Linked DNA regions of Zea mays: all the other regions are linked to region 3. A link is a contact called in public Hi-C data. All regions are on one chromosome and are shown on one strand. Each heading gives the region's core, a stretch centred on a gene start, on an enhancer-like site or on the middle of the called end of the contact. The rest is flanking DNA. Distances are from core to core; before and after follow the strand shown.

What was found. Hi-C and Micro-C count contacts between places; a contact is called where the count stands out from the background.
Region 1: a Hi-C map of leaf shows a contact between it and region 3, with 2.4 times the contacts expected there. The contact joins the promoter of LOC100383161 here to the promoter of LOC100381411 in region 3. A contact is called at or near these places in 7 of 25 Hi-C or Micro-C datasets (bundle sheath, ear, endosperm and 3 more).
Region 2: a Hi-C map of leaf shows a contact between it and region 3, with 6 times the contacts expected there. The contact joins the promoter of LOC103629907 here to the promoter of LOC100381411 in region 3. A contact is called at or near these places in 2 of 25 Hi-C or Micro-C datasets (ear and leaf).

Annotation. Positions count from the first base shown.
Region 1 is chr6:117,680,110-117,683,841 of Zm-B73-REFERENCE-NAM-5.0, forward strand. It overlaps LOC100383161, which reads right to left and starts at 2,164. Exons shown (of 8, transcript NM_001175826.1): 1 at 1,270-2,164. The coding sequence starts at 1,992.
Region 2 is chr6:118,280,649-118,284,013 of Zm-B73-REFERENCE-NAM-5.0, forward strand. It overlaps LOC103629907 (60S ribosomal protein L18a-like), which reads right to left and starts at 1,470. Exons shown (of 5, transcript XR_004850267.1): 1 at 1,136-1,470; 2 at 921-1,041.
Region 3 is chr6:117,940,733-117,944,067 of Zm-B73-REFERENCE-NAM-5.0, forward strand. It overlaps LOC100381411 (Alpha-glucan water dikinase 1 chloroplastic), which reads left to right and starts at 1,314. Exons shown (of 33, transcript NM_001361424.1): 1 at 1,314-1,560; 2 at 1,683-1,999; 3 at 2,117-2,158; 4 at 2,243-2,352; 5 at 2,535-2,613; 6 at 2,685-2,776; 7 at 2,864-3,047; 8 at 3,150-3,335. The coding sequence starts at 1,772.

The sequences.
Region 1 (3,732 bases), core at 914-3,413, 260 kb before region 3:
GAGCTAATCTAATCTTTCCCTCTCTAATCTTATCCACTTTTGGCAGCAAACTGTGCCTGACCAGCACGCTCGGATGCGTGGCGCACATCGCGCGCTCACCGATGCCTAGTATATTGGCGGCCCCACATGACAGATGGGATATCAATAAAGATGTTAGCCTACAACCAAAGCAGGGTGGAGGAAGTGGCGCCAAGCATCTAACGTTTTATGTGACAAGACAATACCACAGAAACTAAAAGACAAGTTTTATAGGACAATAATTAGACCTGCTATGTTGTATGGTGCAGAATGTTAGCCCACAGAAAGACGCCATGTTCAGCAGATAAGTGTCGTGGAAATAGGTACGTTGCATTAGATTTGTAGCCATACAAAAAGGGATCAAGTGCAGAAGACTGAAACCATGATATACGTGATAAGCTAGGGGTAGCACCAATTGAAGAAAAGCTTCTCCAATACCAATTGATATAGTTTGGACATGTCTAACGGAAAACTCCGTAGGCAGCGGTGTGTAGTGGAATCTTAAGACATGATAGTAATAGGAAGAGAGGCAGGGGAAGGCCGAAGTTGACATGGGAAGCGACAATAAAAGAAGACTTGAAATAATGAAATATATCCAATGATTCAGCCTTGAATAGGAGTGAATAGAAAACAGCTATCCACATGCCTAAATTGTGACTTGTGGCTTTAGATTTTAACTCTAGTCTACCATAATTTTCTTGGGACTAAAAGGCTTTGTTGTTGCTGTTGATAGCAATTTTGGAGCATTTTATCCTATAGAAAGATTTCCTATCCGCCCATTTGGAAGAAAGGATTAAACCCTATCAAATTCCTTTAGGTTGCTATGGAATGTATCAAAACATATGAATTTTGTAGGAAAAGTAGAAAACTTTCCTTTGTGTCTGTCCCTCTCTTGAAATTTCTGCACTTTTCATGTGTTGCATCCAAAGGACACATGAAACACATTCAGGCATCAAGCTGCTGGGGAAGGAGAGTTGAATTTGCAGGCTTGGACTATGGGTGTTCATTTCGTTGCTATTTTTTATTGTTTCTTGAGATTGGTTTAAGTGTTTTTTCTGGTTTTCATTCAAGCATTGATGGAGCTTAAAGAGTAGGGGAACTAGCTTTGATATTCTTGCTTAATTAAACATGGCAGTATGACGTGCATGTTTGCATATTCATTCATGCGTGTTCTTTGTTTCTTACAAATCCTCTTGTTTGACTGACGAAATAAACTACCACATTGCAGGGTGTAGCAATCAATTGTCTTACCTGTACAACCTCCTCGGACGAGGAGACGCAGCGCGGCGTGTGCTGGCCACGCGACAGGATCCTGATGTGCGTCTTGGTTTCCATCCTCATTTGCTCTATGATCTTGCCGCCTTTGCCGAGCAGGCATCCTACGTGCTGCTTAGGAACGATGAGTCGTGTAGTGGTCTTCCCCCTGTCCCTGGCATCCTTGCCCCTGGGCCCATACTCGCCGTCCTCGTCGCCGTCGTCAGCGTCAGTCTCGAGGATCCGGCGGTGCACCATGAGAAGCGCCTCTTGGGCCGGGGAGAACATGGGCGGGCAGCCGTCCGCTTCACGCCTCGCGCCGTCGACCGTCTCGATGACCCGGACGTAGTCGCCAGCGAAGGGCGGATGCACAGTGACAAGCGCACCGCTGTCGTCCCGGACCTTGGCAACGAAACCGGGAGAGAAACTATAGGCCTTGCACTCGGGGCACAGGATCCGAAAGGAGGTTGTGGCGGTGGAACCAGCGCCGCCGTCCGCCGTGGCCGACGAGGGAGGAGGAGGAGGCGGGGGCGGGGGCGGCGCGGCGTCGGGAGGCAGGAACCCGCGGCGGTCGGAGCCGCCGCCGCCAGGGGGGCCGCGGCGGTGGTAGCTCGAGTTAGCATTCTGGCCGCCGCTGCGGCGGTCGAAGCGCTGCTTGGAGCGGGACGTTGGGGAGTCCTGGTCGTAGTGGTAGCCGCGCTTGGAGCGGGAGCGATCCATTGCTGCTGGATTCAGGAGCTGAAGCTAAATCGTTGTTCGTTCTGATCGTTCAAATCGTTTCAGATTTTGACCTGAGACGCGATCGATCTGGTGCGAACTATATTGATTAGGGTTTAGATCGAGTAACCAGCGGATGGGGATGGAGAGGGAGATGAGGCGCCATGGATCTGCCGATCTCGCGTGGCGGCGTGGGCACGGGACTCGGTCGTGTCTAGAGGTGTTAGTGAGACATTGAGACCCGATACCCATTAAAACCTATTTTAGTCCTTGTTTTGTTTGAGATACTAAGGGCTTGTTCGGTTATTGATATTACATGTGTATTGGAGTGTATTGGGTGAGATTGAGATGAATTTTGATTTATTATGGATTTAAACTGGTCCAATCCCATCCAATACATGTGGATTATCATCAAAATGAACAAGCCCTAAGGGGTATTTATCTATATGGTTTATACGGACTAATTTTTAGTCCTATATTTTATTTTATTTTAATCTCTAAATTGTTAAATACGGAAACTAAAATAGAGTTTTAGTTTTCGTATTGGCAAATTAAGAACTAAAATGAAATAAAATAAAGTGACTAAAAATTAGTCCCTAGAAATTAAACATCCCCTAAAGATTAGTCCATTCCTTTTAGTCTCATTTTTCAAACAGTGGGACTAAACTATTTTATTCTCTAATCCCTTAAGATGTGACTAAAAGAAACTAAACTATATTAATTCTACTTTTGTCTCCTCGTTTATTTCAATTGCACTAATGGCAGAAAAATAATATGGAGTATTTTGGTCTTCTAATGATTCATTTAATGTATTCTGAATATTTTTAGCCCCTACAATCAAACCGAGTAGAGACTAAACTTTAGTCATCGAGGAACATCATTATCATCATTGTCGGCGTTTCGAGACCGGGGGGTCCCTAAGCCGACGAGTGAAATGTCGTCGCGTGCCCCAGCCCAGATGGGTCGACGCGAGGCGGAACGCGAAGGGGGGAAAGTGAGGCGGCCGGAGATGGGCGAGAGAGAGGTGGAAATCCCGCGGCCTTCGTGTTCGTCCCGCGCCCAGGTCGGGTGCGCTTGCAGTAGGGGGTTACAAGCGTCCACACGGGGGAGGGAGCGAGCGGCCTCACGCGAGCGCCTGTCTCGTCCTCGTCCCCGCGCGGCCAACCCCCTCTAAGAGGGCCCTAGTCCTTCCTTTTATAGGTGTAAGGAGAGGATCCAGGTGTACAATGGGGGTGTAGCAGAGTGCTACGTGTCTAGCGGAGGAGAGCTAGCGCCCTAAGTACACGCCATCGTGGCGGCCGGAGAGATTTTGGCGCCCGGTTTGTGTGATGTCGTGGCCGTCGGAGGAGCGCTGGAGCCTAGCGGAGGGACAGCTGTCGGGGCCGTTGAGTCCTTGCTGACGTCCTCTTGCTTCCGTAAGGGGGCCGAGAGCCGCCATCGTCAGGGAGCGTGCGGGGCGCCATCATCGCCTATCTGGCGGAGCGAGCCAGATGGGACGCCGGTCTTGTTCCCCGTAGCCTGAGTCAGCTCGGAGTAGGGTAATGATGGCGCCTCCTGTTGACGTGGCCGGTCTGCGCCCTAGGTTGGGGCGATGTGGAGGCTCCTCCGAGGTCGAGGTCGAGTCCGTCTTCCGTGGCCGAGGTCGAGTCCGAGCCCCTAGGTCGGGCGAGGCGGAGTTCGTCGTCTTCTGGGGCTGAGCCCAAGTCCGAGCCCTGGGTCAGGCGGAACGGAGTTCGCCGTCTT
Region 2 (3,365 bases), core at 220-2,719, 340 kb after region 3:
TATATGACTAGGTTCGACCAGACGACTTCAAAACATTGCCAAGCGCACGACCAATCACCACCTCAGCCCCTTCGCCCCTCCCTTCATACACCACCTCACGCACATCCCTCTCTTATCTTAACTAGATCCATCAGCCGGTGGCTGGTGATGAAAACCAGTAGTCTCCAGCAGAAATAAGCAACCGTTGTTGCCACAACTTTCTTTTCAGATCTGATTGGGTGGGTTCTTTCCCTACTTCTATTATGTTCAGTCAGCCGCTACCACAGGAGGACGCGCATCTGGTGCTTCGTGGTGTGGTGTAGGAACAACTACCACACACACCGCCACCATCTTGCCTGCACATATTCCTCCTCTTTACTCTGGTTCTGGCCAAGCTCGATTTGCGCCAGTTGCGCCAAGCCCTATTCAGTGCCCGGTGAGCACTCCTCTGAAGAATGCTTAGCCTTCTCCGATAATAGTTGCCAACATTATTATAAGAAGCGTAAGGAAACAATCCAGACAACAGGCTATTGTGGAATCATGTCACCGTTCTAAAATAGGCGTTGGAAGAGCATCACGTGGTTTAGATGCAACAGTAGGAAGAAAATAAAAGGGAGTTAAAGACAGATTTCATGGTCATATTCCTTGTTTATTGTGAAGGTTTTGAATGGTAAATTATACAGAAAAGTCATGAAATCCATTAAAAGCACAATTCTCACCTAATTACCATTTGACTCTCTAGGCGAATAGGCCTCTAAACTGCATTTCTCCTCCACAGCAAACTCTGACTTCCACGAAACCAACAAAAAAAAACTTAACTCTTAACTCGAAACTCCCGTTCCCTCGTTTAAATTACCCCCAACCGAACGTCAATTGCCCCAAACAAACATGCCGCACAGTATTAGCTCGATCCGTGTCGCCTTGGTACATAGAGCACTCACAAAAACCAGCCGACGCCGACGCCGCAGAACGGTAGGGGCGGCTCTCGGACGGGGATGCCCTCCACGAAGACCTGCTGCTGGACGGCGCCCGGGGAGGCAACGAACCCCTGGCTGCCGAACCCTGAGCGCCAACGAACAGACCGAAGCATCGAGTCATATCTCGAAACCAGAAGGGCGAGAATCGAGGGTAATAGCGCCGGGACAGGAGCACCCACCGATAGGAGAGGCATGGTAGTCATGGTAGGCGGGGCCTACGACGGGCAGCGTCGGCTGAAACGGCCGGTGAAAGGTACCATAGTCGTGATGGTATGGGGGAGGGTTCGCGGCGGGAGCCGAAGGGGATGGGGATGAGGATTGGGATTGCGGCGGAAGCTTTGAGGTGGTGAGGTGCTTGGCTTCCTGCATCGCCTCAGTGGTGGAAATTGGGCAAGCGGAGACCGGAGATCTAGCCCCGAGGGGAGGCTTGCGCGCGGTAGATTAGACGACAGCGATCATCGGGTTTGGAGAAGAATAAGAACATAATAGCACCCGCAAAAAAGAGATAATTGTCATTATGGACGAGGAGAGCAGGGAATCGATAAAATGGAGGCGTTGGCGTTGGCTTCTCTGGTTTAGAGACGCAGGCGACAACCAAACTCCAAAACGGAAACGAGACAGCACTTGGAGCTACGTAAACAGATATTAGTTTCCTGTCCCCATTTACCGTTCGCGTGCGCAGACGCTGTCTGGCGTACTCCTCTTGTGACCATTCGCATCTCTTCCGTCGCCGAATTGGACTGCTCTCGGGGTCGACATCGCTTGCGTCTCTTCTTCCTCTTGCGGCTGCTTGCGGTCTCCTCTTCGCGGCGGTGAGTTCTCCTGCTCCGTCATTACCAGACCCATGCATTTCTCTGTCTTGACAAGGCTGATCAGCATGGTGGTCTTCGTTGTCAGTATCTAAACTTCCTTGCGCATGACAATTTGTACCACTGCTACAAAATCTATCACGCAATCTATTATTCGCAGCCTCATCCTCTTTATTGAGTCCAAGATTACAATATATCTCATTTTCGCATGGTACTTGTACTCTGTCTTCTTCATCCAATACATCAGAAACTATAATCGAATCCCAGTCCAGTTGTGATTCATCATCAATCCTCTAAACTTCCTATATTACAGACAATGCAGGAGCCTCCAAGCATAAGCGAGACTATTTTAAAAATTAAAGACAATGCAGGAGCATCCAACACTATTTTCACAATTAAAGATGAACTTGGTATACCATCAATCCTCTGAACTTCCTATATCCTGCCACCTATTTCCCCTAATGGCGGTAGTGGCGCAGATAAACTTGGTGTACCATGATTTGTAAACGGTGATGCCACAGGTTCTAGATCGGGGGAGTTGAGAAGAGCGTTGGAGTCTGGCGAAATGCCAATGGGCTTGAAATCCATGGATCCGAAATCAGAGAAAACCTAAGTTCACAACCGGGTTCGGTCAGAGAAGAGACGATAACCATACAAGACAGAGAAATGCATGGGTCTGGTAATGGCGGAGCAGGAGAACTCACCGCCGCGAAGAGGAGACCGCAAGCAGCCGCAAGAGGAAGAAGAGACGCAAGCGATGTCGACCCCGAGAGCAGTCCAATTCGGCGATGGAGGAGATGCAACGGTGTGGAGAGGAGTACGCCAGACGGCGTATGCGCACACGAACGGTAAACGGGGACAGGAAACTAATACCTGTTTACGCAGCCCCAAGTGTTGTCTCGTTTCCGTTTTGGAGTTTGGCTGTCGCCTGCGTCTCCAAAACAGAGAAGCCAACGCCAACGCCTCCATTTCGTCGAATCCCCTGCTCTCTTCGTCCATAATGGCAATTATCTCCACAAAAAAAGTGTAAAACGAGCATTCAAATTCACACCCTTTTTTTGCTCTAGAAATTTGGAACTAATCATCACACCATGTATACTTTAGTGTTTATAAATAAACAATAAAAATATTTGTAGCCTAGGCGCCGCTCCCCACGTTCCCCGCCTCGTGGCAACGCACGGGCAGATGCCTAGTATCATATAAAAATTGAGTGTTGCAATTATAATTTATGATATCCGGTGACTATTATTACTAGATCTAAAAATTTGCCCATCATCATAATCTACACCCGAGCGTGTAATACATATTAGTATTGCTCTTTTTACCCCATTCTTCCCCTGCTCTTCTCTCTTGCTGTAGTGTCGTGTCCGACTCCGATGTTGTGTTTCTGCCCGTCAACAACAGAGCCCCACGAACGTGACGAACGACACCAACGTGATTGTCGTCGTCTTAGAGACCAACATGTAGAGCGCCATGTAGGAAACGGGTGACGCCTAAGAGGGGGGTGAATTAGGACTTCTAAAACTTTTACTAAACTAGGCCACAATTAAATCCCTAGAGCAAAACCTATGCAAGTAATCAAAACTAGAATGTGCAAACT
Region 3 (3,335 bases), core at 64-2,563:
GCGCTTTTGCCCGACGCCTCTTCATAAAAATTGTGGCTTTTGTGACTTGGACCATCTGGAAGCAAAGAAATGATTTCATCTTTAAAAATATGGTCCCTTCGTTTTCTACATGGATGATTTGTTTCAATGACACGTTGGAGCTTCAGATGTTTGGATTTAGCCCTACCCTTAATTTTTGAGTATCCTCTTCTTTCTCTTTCTTAATTTTTTAGTATCCTCTTCTTTCTCTTTCTCTTTTTTCTATCCAGCTCGTTCGGTTCCTTTGTTTCATCTTGTTATATTTTATGCAATAAATAAAGCTGTGCCGCAGGTTTCCTCTACATCCTTTTTCTTTTCAAAAAAACGTCACAGACTATCCAAGTAATTTCTTCACAAAACTACCAAAGGTAGCATGCAGTGGCATAGGCAAATAAATTTCTTCTAAATTGTATAAAACACAATAGTGGCTTGCTCTAAATTTCATCAATCATCAATACTGTGATTCGTTTTAGATCTTGTGCCATCAACGCGGCCATATCGGCCAGTGTTGAGGGGTCAAACCGGGGATCGATATCCTAGGCTGCAGTTGATTGTGGGCTAACTAGGCAATGAGCTGTAAGTATATGCTACGTAACGTACATATTTTTGTCGTTCTTGCCAAAATCAAGCCTCAGCTTAAATTCGTTTCTAGCAGTACTTTTGATTGATATAATAAGTTCTAACGATTTTGCGTATGTGTATGTTGAAGATTTGTTTGATTTTGTTGCCACATGCTTGTCCGAAACTAGTTGCAGCACCTGAAATCTGATGCAAATTCAAGTGCCATATAAATGACGGATAAAATTAAGGACACCAGGAAATATATGATTGGCTCAAAAACTGAATGTAACGCTGTCAGTTATCGCTTCTCAGAGCAAAGCAAGTACAATAATATGCTGTAAAATAACTAATTGTTGAGGTAAAAGAGAGATAAAAAGAAAGAGAAGAGAGAGATAAAGCTGTAAAAACTAATACTACATATTAGAAAAAATATTATATACACCCAGGATGTAAAACCACTACTTTGCAGCTTTTCATATCCACACCAATAGAAAAAAAATTAGGCTTGCTAGTAAAATCTCACATGTTCATGTTGCTACGTCTTTCCACTGATGGTGGCATGGTGCTACTTTTTTTTTTCAGTGCGCTGAAAATGATAGAAGCAGGAAGGGAGAGGATGCGAAATTGGCATTGTAATTCGGTCTCTTGCTACCTCCAAGCGAGAAGATAATTACAGGTCGCGTCTCGTAGCGTCCACCCACGCCGACGCCGGACTGTGCGCATTCTTCGGGAACGGGACAGAGGAGAGAGGCGAGCGAGCAACGAGACGCTGCGCTGACCGCCCGCCCCGCCCGCGCCCATTCCTCCTCCCACTCCATCCTCCTCCTCCGCAGCCCGCGCTTCGCCGCTCGCGCCTCCTTCCCATCCTCTTCTTTTCACCGCCACCCCTCTTCGCTCTTTCGGAGCCACCGTGAGTGCGCCGCGGCTTCATCTTGCTGATCGTGTCCGTGGCTTCTTGATACTCCGTGACTGTCTCCGTCCGTGCGTGCGCTGGCTTGATCCTGGCGGTTCTTGTTCTTGCCTGCATTCCACTCGTTCGCTTCCTCGCGATAATATCTGCTTCGTCTTTTTTTTTTCCTTCTGGTTTCTTCTGGTATGTGTAGGAAGCGAGTGAGCAAGCCGACCAACAGCGGCTGAGATTCGCTGCAACGTCGGTATCAAAAGGTGTCCGAGCGGTTGAGATTCGCGTGCCATGTCCGGATTCAGTGCCGCGGCCAACGCAGCGGCGGCTGAGCGGTGCGCGCTCGCGTTCCGCGCACGGCCCGCGGCCTCCTCGCCAGCGAAGCGGCAGCAGCAGCCGCAGCCAGCGTCCCTCCGACGCAGCGGGGGCCAGCGCCGCCCCACGACGCTCTCCGCCTCTAGCCGCGGCCCCGTCGTGCCGCGCGCCGTCGCCACGTCCGCGGACCGCGCGTCCCCCGACGTAAGCACCTCATGCCTGCTCTATCTTTCGCCGCTGGGCCATCATCAGCTGATGTTCTCCCACTGTTTGGCAATTTGCCTGCTTCATTTTCATGTCTTTCCGTTGCTCTTGTCGCAGCTTATCGGAAAGTTCACGCTGGATTCCAACTCCGAGCTCCAGGTGCGACCGCTGGATACCAGGTTCATTCACCCATCTGCTACGATTTTATCTCTATAACACTATTGGTGCATTGTGTGGGAACAGGTCGCAGTGAACCCAGCGCCGCAGGGTTTGGTGTCAGAGATTAGCCTGGAGGTGACCAACACAAGCGGTTCCCTGATTTTGCATTGGGGAGCCCTTCGCCCGGACAAGAGGTGTGAGGCACTGCTTCTCTTGCCGCTTTTGATGATAAAACATGTCTCAAACATGCTCGTATGCCATTTGCTGCCGTCGAAGCTTCTCTTCCCGCTTTTGCACTCAGTCACACATGCTCTTATGCCATTTGCTGCACTTCCTTTTAGATTGAATTTGATGTACTTGAGCTACTTGGCTGCAGAGATTGGATCCTCCCGTCCAGAAAACCTGATGGAACGACAGTGTACAAGAACAGGGCTCTCAGGACACCTTTTGTAAAGGTCAGTCGTCTTGCATCAAGGATCTTTGTGCCACCACGGAACAGTAGTTACTAATGTCCATAACTGTGCAGTCAGGTGATAACTCCACTCTAAGGATTGAGATAGATGATCCTGGGGTGCACGCCATTGAGTTCCTCATCTTTGACGAGACACAGAACAAATGGTAATGCTGCTGTTTGGATTACTTTGCAGCACTGTTTGTTTATTTGAATGAACAAGATATCAACCATCTGAACTCTACTTTGGACAGGTTTAAAAACAATGGCCAGAATTTTCAGGTTCAGTTCCAGTCGAGCCGCCATCAGGGTACTGGTGCATCTGGTGCCTCCTCTTCTGCTACTTCTACCTTGGTGCCAGAGGATCTTGTGCAGATCCAAGCTTACCTTCGGTGGGAAAGAAGGGGAAAGCAGTCATACACACCAGAGCAAGAAAAGGCAAGCTTTTAGTACTAAACATTCCATCGTCCATCTTAATGGAAGTTGATGCACTAAGTTATTAGTAAACTAAAAGTAGGTAGCGGTTGCATTTTTCTCCAGGAGGAGTATGAAGCTGCACGAGCTGAGTTAATAGAGGAAGTAAACAGAGGTGTTTCTTTAGAGAAGCTTCGAGCTAAATTGACAAAAGCACCTGAAGCACCTGAGTCGGATGAAAGTAAATCTTCTGCATCTCGAATGCCCATCGGTAAACTTCCAGAGGATCTTGTACAGGTGCAGGCTTATATA